Regions from separate parts of the Mus musculus genome. Here region 2 is linked to region 1. Evidence: chromatin contacts called from public HiChIP or PLAC-seq data. All regions are on one chromosome and are shown on one strand. Each heading gives the region's core, a stretch centred on a gene start, on an enhancer-like site or on the middle of the called end of the contact. The rest is flanking DNA. Distances are from core to core; before and after follow the strand shown.

Region 1 (6,555 bases), core at 1,982-4,481:
GCCCTAGAGTAGGTATTAAAAATGTGAGCCTAACTCACCTTACTGTCACCGTTGCTATCTTAAGGGTCCTTTGCTGGCTCTCAGACTCCAAGGTATTTAAAGCTGAAGTCCCCAAACAGGCAGCTTTCCTGCCCTGCCTCTGTCTGTGGACAGCCATGGTGACATGGTCCTTCTGAGTTCTCGTGCCACTGAAGGAGAAGGAGTTCACTGTCCTAGCACAGGTTCCAGTAAGGGAGTCTTGTTGGCAAGTGATGGAGTTAGTATCCATCCTGTGTCCTGCTTGGAATCCCTGAACCTGGAGAAGGAAGAAGGGTGGGAGCCACAAGTATATTGGGTATCTCTCTGGTTCTGTGATATGTCGTCTCTCCATACACATGAGGTCTCCCCAGCTTGCGTCTTCACAACTTGATAGGTGCCTTATTTTTTAAAAAATATTTTATGAGCATTTGTACCTGAGTGTGTGTGTGTGTATGTGTGTGTGTGTGTGTGTGTGTGTGTGTGTGTGTGTGTGTATGCGCACCATGTATGTGCAGGGAGCCAGAGTGTTAGAAGAGCGTGTTGGTCCCCTGGAATTAGTGTTACAGTTGTATGGCAGTTGTGAGCTGATAATGCACGCTGGAAACCAAACCGAGGCCCTGTGCAAGAGCAGCCAGTGCTCTGAAACCTCAGGTCCATCTCTCCAGCTCAGATAGAGACCTCCTTTTAAACTTTATTAGTGTGTGTGTGTGTGTGTGTGTACACGCACATGCATGCGCTTAGGCTAATGCCAGAGTGTGCATGTGCCATGCAGAGTGTAGAGATCAGAGGACGACTTGGCAGAGTTAGCTTTCTCCTTCCATCTTTATGTGGGTTTCAGGGATTCAGTTCAGACTCACATCCAGGTGTCGTCAGCCCTGTAGGGTCCTCTTGCATGGCACCCTTTCCGTTGTCTTGTGACTTATGTACGAAGTCTGCTTGACCAAGAACTCTGGAAGGGCAGAGGCTGTGTCTGTCCACACATGCTGTGTAGTCTGGCTTCTAGCAGAGGACAGAGACTCAGCTCATGGGTTTGGACAGCTCTCTATGTATCCTTCTGGTGTGGGCCCTTGTCTGACTGTGGGCATAGGTCCTGTGGATGTGTGGGTCATTGCATGCTTGTGACTGTGTGATCATCCTCTGAGTGTGTGTCCTCTGTGTGTGTAGCTGTGCATGGGTGTGACCTTCAGCAACCACCCCCAGCTAACCTGGCTGATGCCCACCAGGACCCTCCCCACGGCACCGCCTGGAGCCCATGGACACCATCTTTGTGAAGAATGTGAAGGATGGTGGCCCCGCCCACAGGGCGGGGCTTCGCACAGGTGAGCTTGTCTGTGACCTGATGTAACACTCCTCTGGGACTCACATCGATTTTAATTGGGTTGGGATTCATGAACCTAGATGCTGGTGAGATTCCTCTTCGTTTACTTCCATTCATGCTTAGTACATGGGTACACTGCGCTCCTGCTTTGGATTCTCACATGTGATCCCTTGTCCCTAGGAGACCGGCTGGTGAAGGTGAATGGGGAGAGCATCATTGGGAAGACCTACTCCCAGGTCATAGGTCTGATCCAGAACAGGTGAGTGTCTGGCCAAGGTAGCACGCAGGCACCCAGACTCCTTTCCCCCCAACCTGGGCCCTGCAACCGGATCCCTCTCCCCAGACACTGTCCTGTTGCCTCTGCTTGACCCTCTCCCTGTCTCTGCAGTGACGACACCCTGGAGCTCTCTATCATGCCCAAGGACGAGGACATCCTCCAGCTGGTGAGTCCTTCTGTCTGCATGGAGGGCCCCTGTGGGAGAAAAGAGAAGGAAACAGCCCAGCATTGCTCAACTGGTGCTTCCAGGCCCATCCCTGGGCCGGGGCTGCTTCTTGCTTCACTTGAGCCTGCTCTGTGCTAGAGAGAGAGAGGAGGAGAGAGAGAGGAGGTGCTGGCCTTGGTAAGCAGGATTCCTGCCAGGGTATCTGAAAAGAGGGTGGCCCAGCGGGCCCTGCCAGCTTGGCATGTTCTTGTTTGCTCCTGTGAGAGATGCCTGTTCCCTGTACCCCCTCCTCACTTGGCCTGAGGGAACATGGCTCTAGAGGTGTGTCCATAGATTCGAACTCCAAACACCACCCTTCAACACATCCCACGGCCAGAGGTACCACTTGGTACATATCAGGACGCTCAATCCTGCATAGCCCTGTACAACTCAGCTCCATAGAAGACACAGCATTGCCGGGCAGGACTCACAGAGCCTCTCCCTGTCTCTGTGCCAGTGTACCGCAGTACCCAGGTAGCACACAGTGGGACCTCACAGCAGCCTCACTTGCACCTCTGTCTTGTAGCACAAACTCTGTACACATCTGGATTCTGTGCTGTTGTGACATAAGCATACACTGGTGTGTTATCGCAATGCTGCCCACAAATGTCACCGCATGCCACAGCCCCTTTCAGGCATCTATGCTTAGTGATATCATAGAATCCCAAATTCATCCACGTGAGATACAAAGTCTGAACTTGTCACAACCAGTGTCTCAGCACACCGAGAACATAAAACCCTTTGGGAGGGTGCTACCCAAAGGCCTGCCCCACATGTGTTGTGTGAAGCAAGCCCAGAGCCTTGTGTCTGGAGCCTGAAACAGTCCCCCTTGCCTAGTGCCCTGTTCTTGGTCTCTTGGCTCCAACTCAGATGCCAGCTTGCTTGCCTCTTCGGTCACTGCCCCTCAGAGGATGGCTAAGGGCCAAGCCCAGAGGCTCGGAGCTGCTGTGCTGGCTTTGGCTGTGTCACTGTAATGACAGGGCCACACTTGGCATGATGCCTCCCCGGGGAACCTCCATTCCTGACCTCAGTTGTCCCCTTGCACTTCCTGGAGTTGAGAGGGAAAGAATGGAGGCTCAGAGAGGTGCACGGCTCACCCAGAGTCTTAAAGAGCTGCCTGTGCTCCAGTTATGAGAGAGGAACAGGGCATGGCACCCTGCCTCAGTCCAGCTGTCAGGGGCAAGGGGCAGCAAGGGCAGCAGCCTTGAACTCTGCCAGACCTAGACCCAAGTAGGCTGGCATCCCCAGATGTCAACATCTGGGAGCTCCCACGACCCGCCATCTCCAGTCAGCCAGAGGGTGGGGCCCAGGCATTCCTGTGGTTGGGAGCCAAGGCTGGAGGCCAATCGGGTGGCGGCAGCTGCTGACGCCACCACCGACGCGGCAAGTCCCCTCCACACCCATCCTCCCTCCTCCTACCGCCAGGCAGCCGAAGAGAGCCGGGTGGGGGAGAGGGGAAGCTTCAGGGAGGGCTGGCTAAGGGGACTAAGGGACTTAAATCAGCTGTGCAGGGGCCCTAGTGAGAGGTAGCTGGGCAGCAGTCACAGGCTGGCGGAATGCTGTCTCCGCCACTGTGATGCTGGGAGCTCCAGGAGCCAGCAGGATGGCAGGAGGAGGAGGTATGTGTCGCTGGCCCAGGATGCCAGGCTGGAGGGGCCGAGGGTGCGGGGGTGTGGTTAGCTGGTCCTTGTCACATGATGTTTGTGTTTGGGACTGGAGGGGTAGTTTTTTGTGTGTCTCATTGTGTGTGCAGTGTCTTTCGGGGTGTGTATCTTGCCGTTTCTCTGTGATGTGATGTAGTATGTGTGTGTGTCTGGGCTCACCCTTCACCCTTTGCTGAAACAGGCCCCCTCAGCTCAGCCAGCACTAGGCTCGGCAAGAGCCACAAGGCTGCTGTCCGGGGGTGGGGTGCCTCCTTTTTTGGCTGAGCCTGGGCACCAGCCCTGTCACTCCTCAGCAATGCAGCGTCAGCTTCAGCAGCCAGTGCCAAATTCCAGGCCTGGGGTGGCAGGAGGTGGCCCAAGGCCCCTTAGCTTGTCCAGCCCCTCCTTTAAACTGGTCTCTGGGGGGGCAAGAAGTGGTCATGTTCTTCACCACAGAGTACAGGCCCTGGGCCCCAGCTCACATCACCCTATAGTGAAGGGACCTTGGCCTCTTCCAGCCTCCGCCTACCCTCAGACCACCCCTCCTTGGACACACCCACTCCGTAGCCAGCTTTCTAAGGTCCTCTAACCACCTTGACAGATTTCTGCCCATTGCCCCCACTGAACTGCAGCCAGGAGCTGTGGGCATCATTGGACATAAAGGAACTGTAGGCAGGGGAGGGCAGGGTGGAGGAGGGCAGGATGGGGGAGGGCCCTAGCAAACAGATGTTGGAATGTTTGTGGCTAAAGGCTGTCCTTGTTTTAAAAGTCTTACAGAAATCTGGCTATTTTGAGAGAGAGAGAGAGAGAGAGAGAGAGAATGAATCTTATCTCTTTGTCCTCCCTCAGGACTCTCCTTGGAGCACACCCTCATCCATTCAGGATGCCCCTACTTAATCAGCTCCCTTGCATTTCCTTGTGAGAACCTGGGTACCCTAGGGCTGATGCCTGTCATCTGAGTCCGGTCTGCTCATGCTTTTATGCCTCTGTGTTTCCGGCCAGGCCTACTCCCAGGATGCCTACCTAAAGGGCAACGAGCCGTATTCTGGAGAGGCCCGCAGCATCCCAGAACCACCTCCACTCTGCTACCCACGGAAGACCTATGCTCCACCAACCAGGGCCCCTGCCTGGGCTACTATGGTGCCTGAGCCCATCTCAGCACTACCCCCAGATCCCCGGAGTCCTGCTGCCTGGAGTGACCCAGGGTCCCGTGTCCCATCTGCCACCCGTGCCCACCTGGACAACTCTTCCTTGGGGATGAGCCAGCCCCGCCCAAGCCCTGGTGCCTTTCCCCACCTCCCTTCAGAGTCCCGGACACCCCGTGCCTTCCCAGAGCCTGGCAGCCGGGTGCTTCCCAGCAGACTGGAGTGCCAGCAGGCTCTGTCACACTGGCTGTCCAATCAGATACCCCGCAGAGCGGGGGAGAGACGGTGCCCAGCCATGCCACCCCGGGCCCGCAGTGCCTCCCAGGACCGGTTGGAGGATGTGACTACCCACCACCCATGGCCCTGCTCCACCTCCCAGGATGCCTTGAGCCAGCTGGGCCAGGAGGGTTGGCACCGAGCTCGCTCAGACGATTACCTGAGCCGGGCTACCCGCTCTGCTGAAGCACTGGGTCCAGGAGCACTGGTGTCCCCTCGTCTTGAACGCTGTGGTTGGGCTTCCCAGCGCCCATCTGCCCGCACCTCTGCTTGCCCTTCTCGGGACTTGACCCAGGCCCCTCCCCCATCTGGCCTGCAGGGCCTGGATGACATCGGGTACATTGGATATCGGAGCTATAGCCCATCATTCCAGCGCCGGACTGGTCTCTTGCACGCCCTCTCCTTCCGGGACTCACCCTTTGGGGGACTTCCCACCTTCAGCTTGGCCCAGTCTCCTGCATCATTCCCACCAGAGGCCTCCGAACCACCTAGGGTCGTCCGGCCAGATCCTAGCACCCGAGCCCTAGAGCCTCCCGCAGAGGATCATCGTGATGAGGTGGTCCTGAGGCAGAAGCCTCCAACGGGTCGCAAGGTCCAGCTGACCCCAGCAAGGCAGATGAACCTTGGATTTGGTGATGAGTCCCCAGAACCCGAGGCCAGAGGGGAACGCCTGGGGAGGAAGGTAGCCCCTCTGGCCACTACGGAAGACTCGCTGGCTTCTATTCCCTTTATTGGTGAGTGGTGTTACAAGTGGCTGGCTAAGGGTCCCATCTCCCTGTCTACTGTGCCAGAGTCTGCGCCATGTGCCAATAGGGGCATCTGGGTTCTGTCTCTATCTGTTCGTCCATTTGTCCATTCCTCAATAATTGCTTCTTTCCTCCTGTTTTCCATTCCTTCATTCTTGTAGCCATCTTTCCGTCCACGCTTCTTCGTCTCCCTCCCTCCCTCTCCTCCTCCTTTCCTCCTGCATCCTTCCTTCTCTCTGTCCTTCACTCTGTCCATCTATCCATTCTTAGCTCCCATCTTTCCCTCCTTTCTCCTGCTCACTCTTTTACCATTTCTTTGTGTCTTTCGTTCTTTGTTTTTTTTTCCATCTCTCCTACATTCCTCCAACAGATATTTACATCAGCTACTATGTAAGCTTCAGGCTTACCTGGTGGATGGCTGCCCAGACAGAAAGCACACAGGACAGACAGCCTCTGTGGATGGGGAAGGGCTCTGTGGCCTGGATGGGTGTGGTCAGCACTGGAAAAATATTGGAAAAACATTTGGCTAAGGATTTGAGGTGGTCTGAGGAATAGTATTCAAAGAGAAAGACAGAACTATGTAGAGCTTGAGGTAGGAGGAGCCAAATGCACTTCCAGGCCATGTGATCCTTTCTTGTCCAAGGCTAAGCGAGGCTGTGAGGGCAGCCCATAGAGTGGGGAGAGGCAAGAAGGCAGAGAGGTGAGGCGATCTCCAGCTTTTTGGCTTGCCAGAGTGGTGCCTCATCTCCATGTTGGGGATGGGGGTGCAGAAAGAACAAGAAAAGGGTTAGGGGTGTGAGGAGACAAGCCAGGCCAGGCTCTGAGTCTATGGGCTGTGGCGAAAGCCTGGAACGGAAGATGGTGCTATTGGGCCCAAGTCCTGGGCCTGGTGGGTTTGTAGCTGAGTGGCCTGGGAACTAAGAAGAA
Region 2 (6,555 bases), core at 1,499-3,998, 150 kb after region 1:
CCTCTCTCCAGCTGCTGCTTCTAGAATCCTGCCCATTCTTTTCTTCCCCTCATCCTCACTGGTAATTCTGTTCACTGGCCTCTCATCTGGTTCTCAGTGCATCCTGGGAAACTTCCAAGTAAACCCCCAGTGTCTGTTGACCATTCTCTCCAGCCTCGTTCTAATTGAGATGTCACCACTGGCCTGATGTCTTTAGCTGTGCTCTGTGCCTTGGACTCAAATATTCCTCCCCCAGTCTTCCTCAGCATCCTATCCACAGCCGCAGAGATGCTCCCCAGCTCACCCGTCTCTACTCTTCTCTTATTTATTTATTTTTTTATATAGTATAGAATAGAGTTTATTCAGGGCATGGGGAGGGGAGTTAAGAGGGTAACAGAGGCAGAGAGGAGAGAGCCCACTCTTCTCTTATTGCCTCGAAGTCCCTGATTGATCAAATCATTGCGATTCCCTGCCCCTTGTGTGCGATGGCTCTGCTCCTCTATAAAGCCGTAGCGTTGGACTTCTGACTCAAGATGGCTGGAAAGATGGCTCAGCAGTTAAGAGCATGTGCTGCTCTGCCAGAGGACCCAAGTTCAGTTCTCAGGACTCACATGAGGCTATTCACAACTGTCTGTAACTCCAGCTCCAGGAAGTCACTGCCTTCTGTCTCCCACGGTCTCTGCATTCACATGCTCATATCTACACATAGACACAGAACTAAGAATAAAATTAAATCTTAGGAAAAGGGACTGGTGAGACGGCTCAACGGTTAAGAACACTGTCTGTTCTTCCAGGGGACCTAAGCTTTATTCCCAACAAGCCCATGGAGGCTCACAACAATCTGTTAACTACAGTTCCAAAATGCACTCTTCTGGCCTCCATAGGCACTGCATACATGAGGGACAGACACTCATACACATAGAAATAAATAAAATTTCAAAAAAAAAATCTCTTTTAAAAGATCTTCACCGGGGCAGTGGTGGCACATACCTTTGATCTCAGCTCTTGGGAGGCAGAGGCAGGCAGATTTCTGAGTTCAAGAACAGCTTGGTGAGTTCCAGGTCAGCCAGGGCTACACAGAGAAACCCTGTCTCAAAAACAAACAAACAAAATGATGCCTGTTCAAGGATACCACAAGAAGATCTAGAGTCAACTAACCTGGGCGAGCCCACAGGGGCTCACAGGGGCTGAACCACGAACCAAAGAGCATGCAGTGGCCCTATATTTGTAGCAGATGTGCAGCTTGGTCTTCATGTGGATCCCCTAACAATTGGAGCAGAGCCTGCGGTTCATTCTGTGGCCTGCCATTGGATCCCCTTCCCCATGCTGGACTGCCTGGTGGGGCCTCAATGGGAGGCTTTTCCTCCTGCTGGGATTAGATGTCCTAGGGCCTGTTGGTACCCAAGGGGGGCTCCCCCTCTCTGAGGAGAAAGGGAGGGGATAATAGGGAGAGGAAATTGAAGGTGGAATTGGAGGAGGGGCTGTGTTTGGGATGTAAAGTGAATAAAGAAATTAATGAAAAAAGAGATGTCTCCTAATCTTAAATAAATTAATATATTTCTAAAAAAAAAAAAAAAAAAAAAAAAGAAGGTAGCCCTAGTACACAGGCATACAGTACCATTCTTACACAAGACCCTATATCAAAAAGTAACAAAAATTATATTAGTTCTGCCCCTAATTTTTCATAAGCTGAATCAACACCAATAACCATCCTAGAAAACCATTTTGCAGATCAAAAGTCGAATTCTTTTTTTTTTTTTTTTTTTTTTTTTGAGACAGGGTTTCTCTGTGTAGCCCTGGCTGTCCTGGAACTCACTCTGTAGACCAGGCTGGCCTCGAACTCAGAAATTCGCCTGCCTCTGCCAAGTCAAAAGTCGAATTCTTATTGGCTTACATACTCAGGAGGCAGAGGAAGGTCGATCCCTGTGAGTTTGGGGCCAGCCTGGTCTATAGTTCCAAGACAGTCAGGGCTACACAGAAGAAGGCTGTCTATATACATACATACATACATACATACATACATACATACATACATACATACATACAATTTAAATAAAAATAAAGTCAGCATGGTAGCATAGCACATGTCTTTAATTCCAGCACTCAGGAGTCAGAGGCATGAGAATATGTGATTTTGAGGCCAGACTGATCTACAAAGTGAGTTTCAGGACAGTTACACAAAGAATTCTGTCATGAAAAACCAAAGAGCCAAAATAGTAATAATAATAATATCAAAATAAATTTAATTATTTTCTGTTCCTTTTTAAAAATACATTTATTTATTGTGTGTGCACATACCTTCTTGAGTGCTGCTGTTTTTTATTTATGTATTTATTTATACTTTGTGTGTGCGTTTATTTTATGTATACGGGTGCACCACTGCTGTCTTCAGACACACCAGGAGAGGGCATCAGATCCCTCTTACAGATGGTTGGGAGCCACCATGTGGTTGCTGGAAATTGAACTCAAGACCTCTGGAAGAGCAGTCCGTGCTCTAAACCGCTGAGCCATCTCTCCAACTCCGTGTGTGTGTGTGTGTGTGTGTGTGTGTGTGTGTGTGTGTGTGTGCATAGAGGTCAGAGGACTTGAAAAGGCAGTTCTCTCCTGTGGTGGTTTGAGTGAGAAGGGTCCTCATGGATTCATATATTTGAATGCTTTGTCTGAGTTTGGGCTGACTTCTGGGAGGGATTAGGAGGTGTGGCCTTGCTGTAGGAGGTGGGTCATTGGCAGCTGGCTTTGAGATTTCAAAACCCAGAGCCTTTCCCACCCAGTTAGCTGTCTTGTCTCCTTGATGGCTGCTGTCTCAACATAAGTTCTCAGCTCCTGCTCTAGAGCCATGCTTGCCTGTTTCCATGCTTCTCCAGACGATGGTCATGAACTCTGCTGCCCTCCGGAATCATGAGCCCCAGACTAAATGCTTTCTTACGTAAGTTACCGTAGTCATGGCGTTTGGTCTCGATGCGACAGAATAGTAGTTAGCTAAGACACTTCCTGGCGATCCCAAACTAGGGTCCTCTGGCTTGGTGGCAAGAGTCTTCACTTGCTGACCCCTCTCTTGGGGCGTCGTTTGTTTTTATTTTTGTGTATATGCTTATTTGCACATGGGTTGTGTGCATATCTGTGCAGGTATGTTAATGCACATGTGCGGAGGTCAGAGGATAACCTTGGACGATATGATTATACACTTTTCTGCTTTTTTGTTTGTTTGAAACAGTCTCACAAGCCTGGAGTGTCCCCAAGTGGGCTAAGCTAGCTGGAAGCTACATGGGGCGGAGACTGGACGTGCACGCCATCTTGCTCGTGTTCTGCCGGGGGTTGGGGAAACTAACGGGCTTCAGACTTGTAAGGCAAGCACTTCATTGACTGTGTCATTCCGCTGGCATTTGGGTGTTGTTTTCTCTTGTTTTAAACGGGGTCTCACTGTGTTAGAGTGATATTTTTGTACATTGTGTGAAGATGTGTCTCTGTCCTTCCTTGCCTGCCTAAGGCACCTTCTGATTGGTCAAAATAAAAAGCCTATGGCCTATAGGAGAAGGTAGAATAGAGAGGGTGGGTCATCCAGCGCAGAGAGAGGAACTCTGGGAAAGTCAAGTACCGGAAGACCCGCCACCAAGAAGGAAGTCAGGCTTATGATGCAAGGAGAGGAAACCAACCATGTGGCCGAACTTAGTATAAATGAGTTAATTTAAGAGCTAGTTGGGGAGCAAGCCTAAACTAAGGCCATAATCATCGTAAATGAAAATAAGCCTCCAGCCGGGCAGTGGTGGCACACGCCTTTAATCCCAGCACTTGGGAGGCAGAGGCAGGCAGATTTCTGAATTCGAGACCAGCCTGGTCTACAGGGTGAGTTCCAGGACAGCCAGGGCTGCACAGAGAAACCCTGTCTCAAAAAACAAACAACCAAACAAAAAAAGAAGAAGAAGAAAATAAGCCTCCATGTCATTGTTCGGCAACTGGGGCGTACATGGAAAAGCCTTCGGGTTACAACTACGTATCCCTGGCTAGTCTACAACTCAGTGTGTAAACTATGCTGATCTGTAGAGACCGACCTGCCTCTGCCTCTCGTAAACTATGCTGATCTGTAGAGACCCACCTGCCTCTGCCTCTCAAGTTCAGGGGTTAAAGATGTCCACCACTCCCTTCATTTTGCTTGTTTTTGAAATTGGTTCTCAAATTACAGCCTAGACTGGCCCGGAATTCACAATGTAGATTAGACTGGTCTTAAACCCATGGTAATCCTCCTGCCTCATCTTCCCAATTAGTACAATTATTGGCTGGAGCCACCTCAACCAGCTTAACTATAAATGTATATGAAGGTTGGACTTGGTAGCATGTGTCTGTAATCTTAGCACTCCGGAGACTGAGGCACAAGGATCAAGAGTTTGACACTTTGCCAGCACCTGGGAGGCAGAGGCAGGCAGATCTCTGTGAATCTGAGACCAGCCCAGTCTATAGAGTGAGTTCCTGGACAGCCATGGCTATGTATAGAGATCATGTCTCAAAAACAGAACAAAACAAACAAAACAATAACAAAAAGAGGTTGATGCCAGGATTGGAGAGATAGCTCAGAGATAAAGAGCACTAGCTGCTTTTCCAGAGGTCCTGAGTTCAATTCCCAGCAACCACATGGTGGCTCACAACCATCTGAAATGGGATCCAATGCCCTCTTCTGGTGTGTCTGAAGACAGTGACAGTGTACTCATATACATAAAATAAATAAATCTAAAAAAGAGAAAAAGATTGATGCCAGCCTGTGCTACTTAAAAAAAACAAACAAAACCAGAGTTGACAAGATGGTTCTGCAGGTAAAGGCAGTCCCCACCAAGCCTGGTGACCTGAGTTCAGTCCCCAGGACCCAGTGATGAAAGAAGAGAAATAGCTCCAGAAAGTTCTCTGATCACCAAACCCACTTCAGAGCATTTGTCTATCTACAGAGATACACACACACAGATACACACACACAGATATACATACATGCACGCATATATATATATATATACACATACATACAGATATACACAGATATACACACATGCAAACACACAGATATATACATACATATATATACACACAGATATGCACACACATGCATACACAGATACACATATATGCATACATATACACATATAGATACATAAGCACACAAAAAGGAAAGAAATTTAACAAAAATGAAAGGTAGACCCAAAACCATACATAAAATAAAATAAAATTTAAGACTTCTTTAAGACAGTGTGTGTGTGTGTGTGTGTGTGTGTGTGTTCGGTTTGTGTGGACCTGTTGAGGTCAGAAAAGGTCATTAGGTCCCCTGGAATTGGGCTAAAAACAGTTGTGCGCCATCATGTGGGTACAGGGAGCTGAACCCAGGTCCTCTGCAAGAGCAACATGTGCTCTAGACCACTGAGCAGTCTCTCCGTCCCCAAAGAAACAAATTTATATGGAAATACAAAGTGAGCAAATTAGTTAGTTTTTTAAAAATTTTGTACAAGTATGTGTATAAAGCAATAGTGAGAGGTACATTCAGGGTGCAGCTAGACCCTCGGTGCTGAATAGAGCTCTCAAACAAAGCCATCCACACGGCATCACCTGGCTCACACAAAGGCACAGCTGCAGTCCAGACAGGGATGGAAGAGCCTTCAATAAATGTTGAATAATTGGATATTCACAAAGAAAATTCAATCCCGGCTTTTACTTCAAATACATCCCCAAATCAATTTGAAATGGACAATAAGCTTAAGTATGAAAGATTGAAAAAAATAGAACTTCGAAAAAGAATCTCATGGAAACTAATTTCCATAGTCTTGTGGTAGCCACAACCTCATTGTTGAAGCCAGACTGCTATAGTAACTTGTGGTCATCCATGCCTACATGAAGTTAAAGTCTAGCGTCCATACCTCACAGTTGAGCTGAGTGTGGTGATCCAGGCTTATGCAAGAGGATCACCAGTTTGAGGCTAGCCTGGGCTACGTTACAAGACCCCACCCCACCCCAATCTCAAAAAGAACCAAAATCCAAAAACCAGCTAGGCTGGGTAGTGCATGCCTATAACCCCAGCTCCTGAAAGGTAGAGAGACGGGGTTGGGACATAGGAATCTAAGGCCAGCCTGGACTAAATAGCAAATTTGAGGCCAACTTTAGCTTTATGAAACCTTGTCTCAAAACACCACTGCCACAATATATTTTGCCTGTCTTTGTCGTTGGGTCAAGCAGGGAGGTACATAAGCCCCCACCTCTTGTTACTCATTTTGGACAGAGGCAGTGCAGCCTATTATTCATTTTAGACATTAAAAGCCTTCCTTTCTGAGACATTTCCTAGCTCTTGCTGTATACTCTCTCTCTCTTCTCTCTCTCTTCTCTCTCTTCTCTCTCTCCTCTCTCTCTTCTCTCTCTCTTCTCTCTCTCCTCTCCTCTCTCTCTCTCTCTCTCTCTCTCTCTCTCTCTCTCTCCCTGTTTAACACTGGAAATCCATCTGTCTGTTGATTATTCATTTGTTCACGTGTTTGTTTTGAGATTCGGTCTCAGGTAGTCCAGGCTGTCCTTCAACTCACTCAATAGCTGAGGCTAGCCTTGTACTTCTGA

Evidence for each region. HiChIP or PLAC-seq counts read pairs in DNA pulled down with a chosen protein or histone mark.
Region 2: an H3K27ac HiChIP or PLAC-seq map of embryonic stem cells shows a contact between it and region 1, with 5 read pairs. The contact joins the promoter of 2410003L11Rik here to the promoter of Arhgap23 in region 1. A contact is called at or near these places in 1 of 39 promoter capture datasets (macrophages), 2 of 484 Hi-C or Micro-C datasets (bone marrow-derived macrophages and embryonic stem cells), 5 of 115 datasets of contacts at active chromatin or transcription factors (embryonic basal ganglia, embryonic hindbrain, embryonic midbrain and 2 more) and 2 of 9 other capture datasets (liver and macrophages).

Annotation. Positions count from the first base shown.
Region 1 is chr11:97,446,929-97,453,483 of GRCm38.p6, forward strand. It overlaps Arhgap23 (Rho GTPase activating protein 23), which reads left to right and starts at 3,232. Exons shown (of 19, transcript NM_021493.2): 1 at 3,232-3,437; 2 at 4,464-5,616. The coding sequence starts at 4,599.
Region 2 is chr11:97,595,763-97,602,317 of GRCm38.p6, forward strand. It overlaps 2410003L11Rik (RIKEN cDNA 2410003L11 gene), which reads left to right and starts at 2,749. Exons shown (of 4, transcript NR_045496.1): 1 at 2,749-2,905.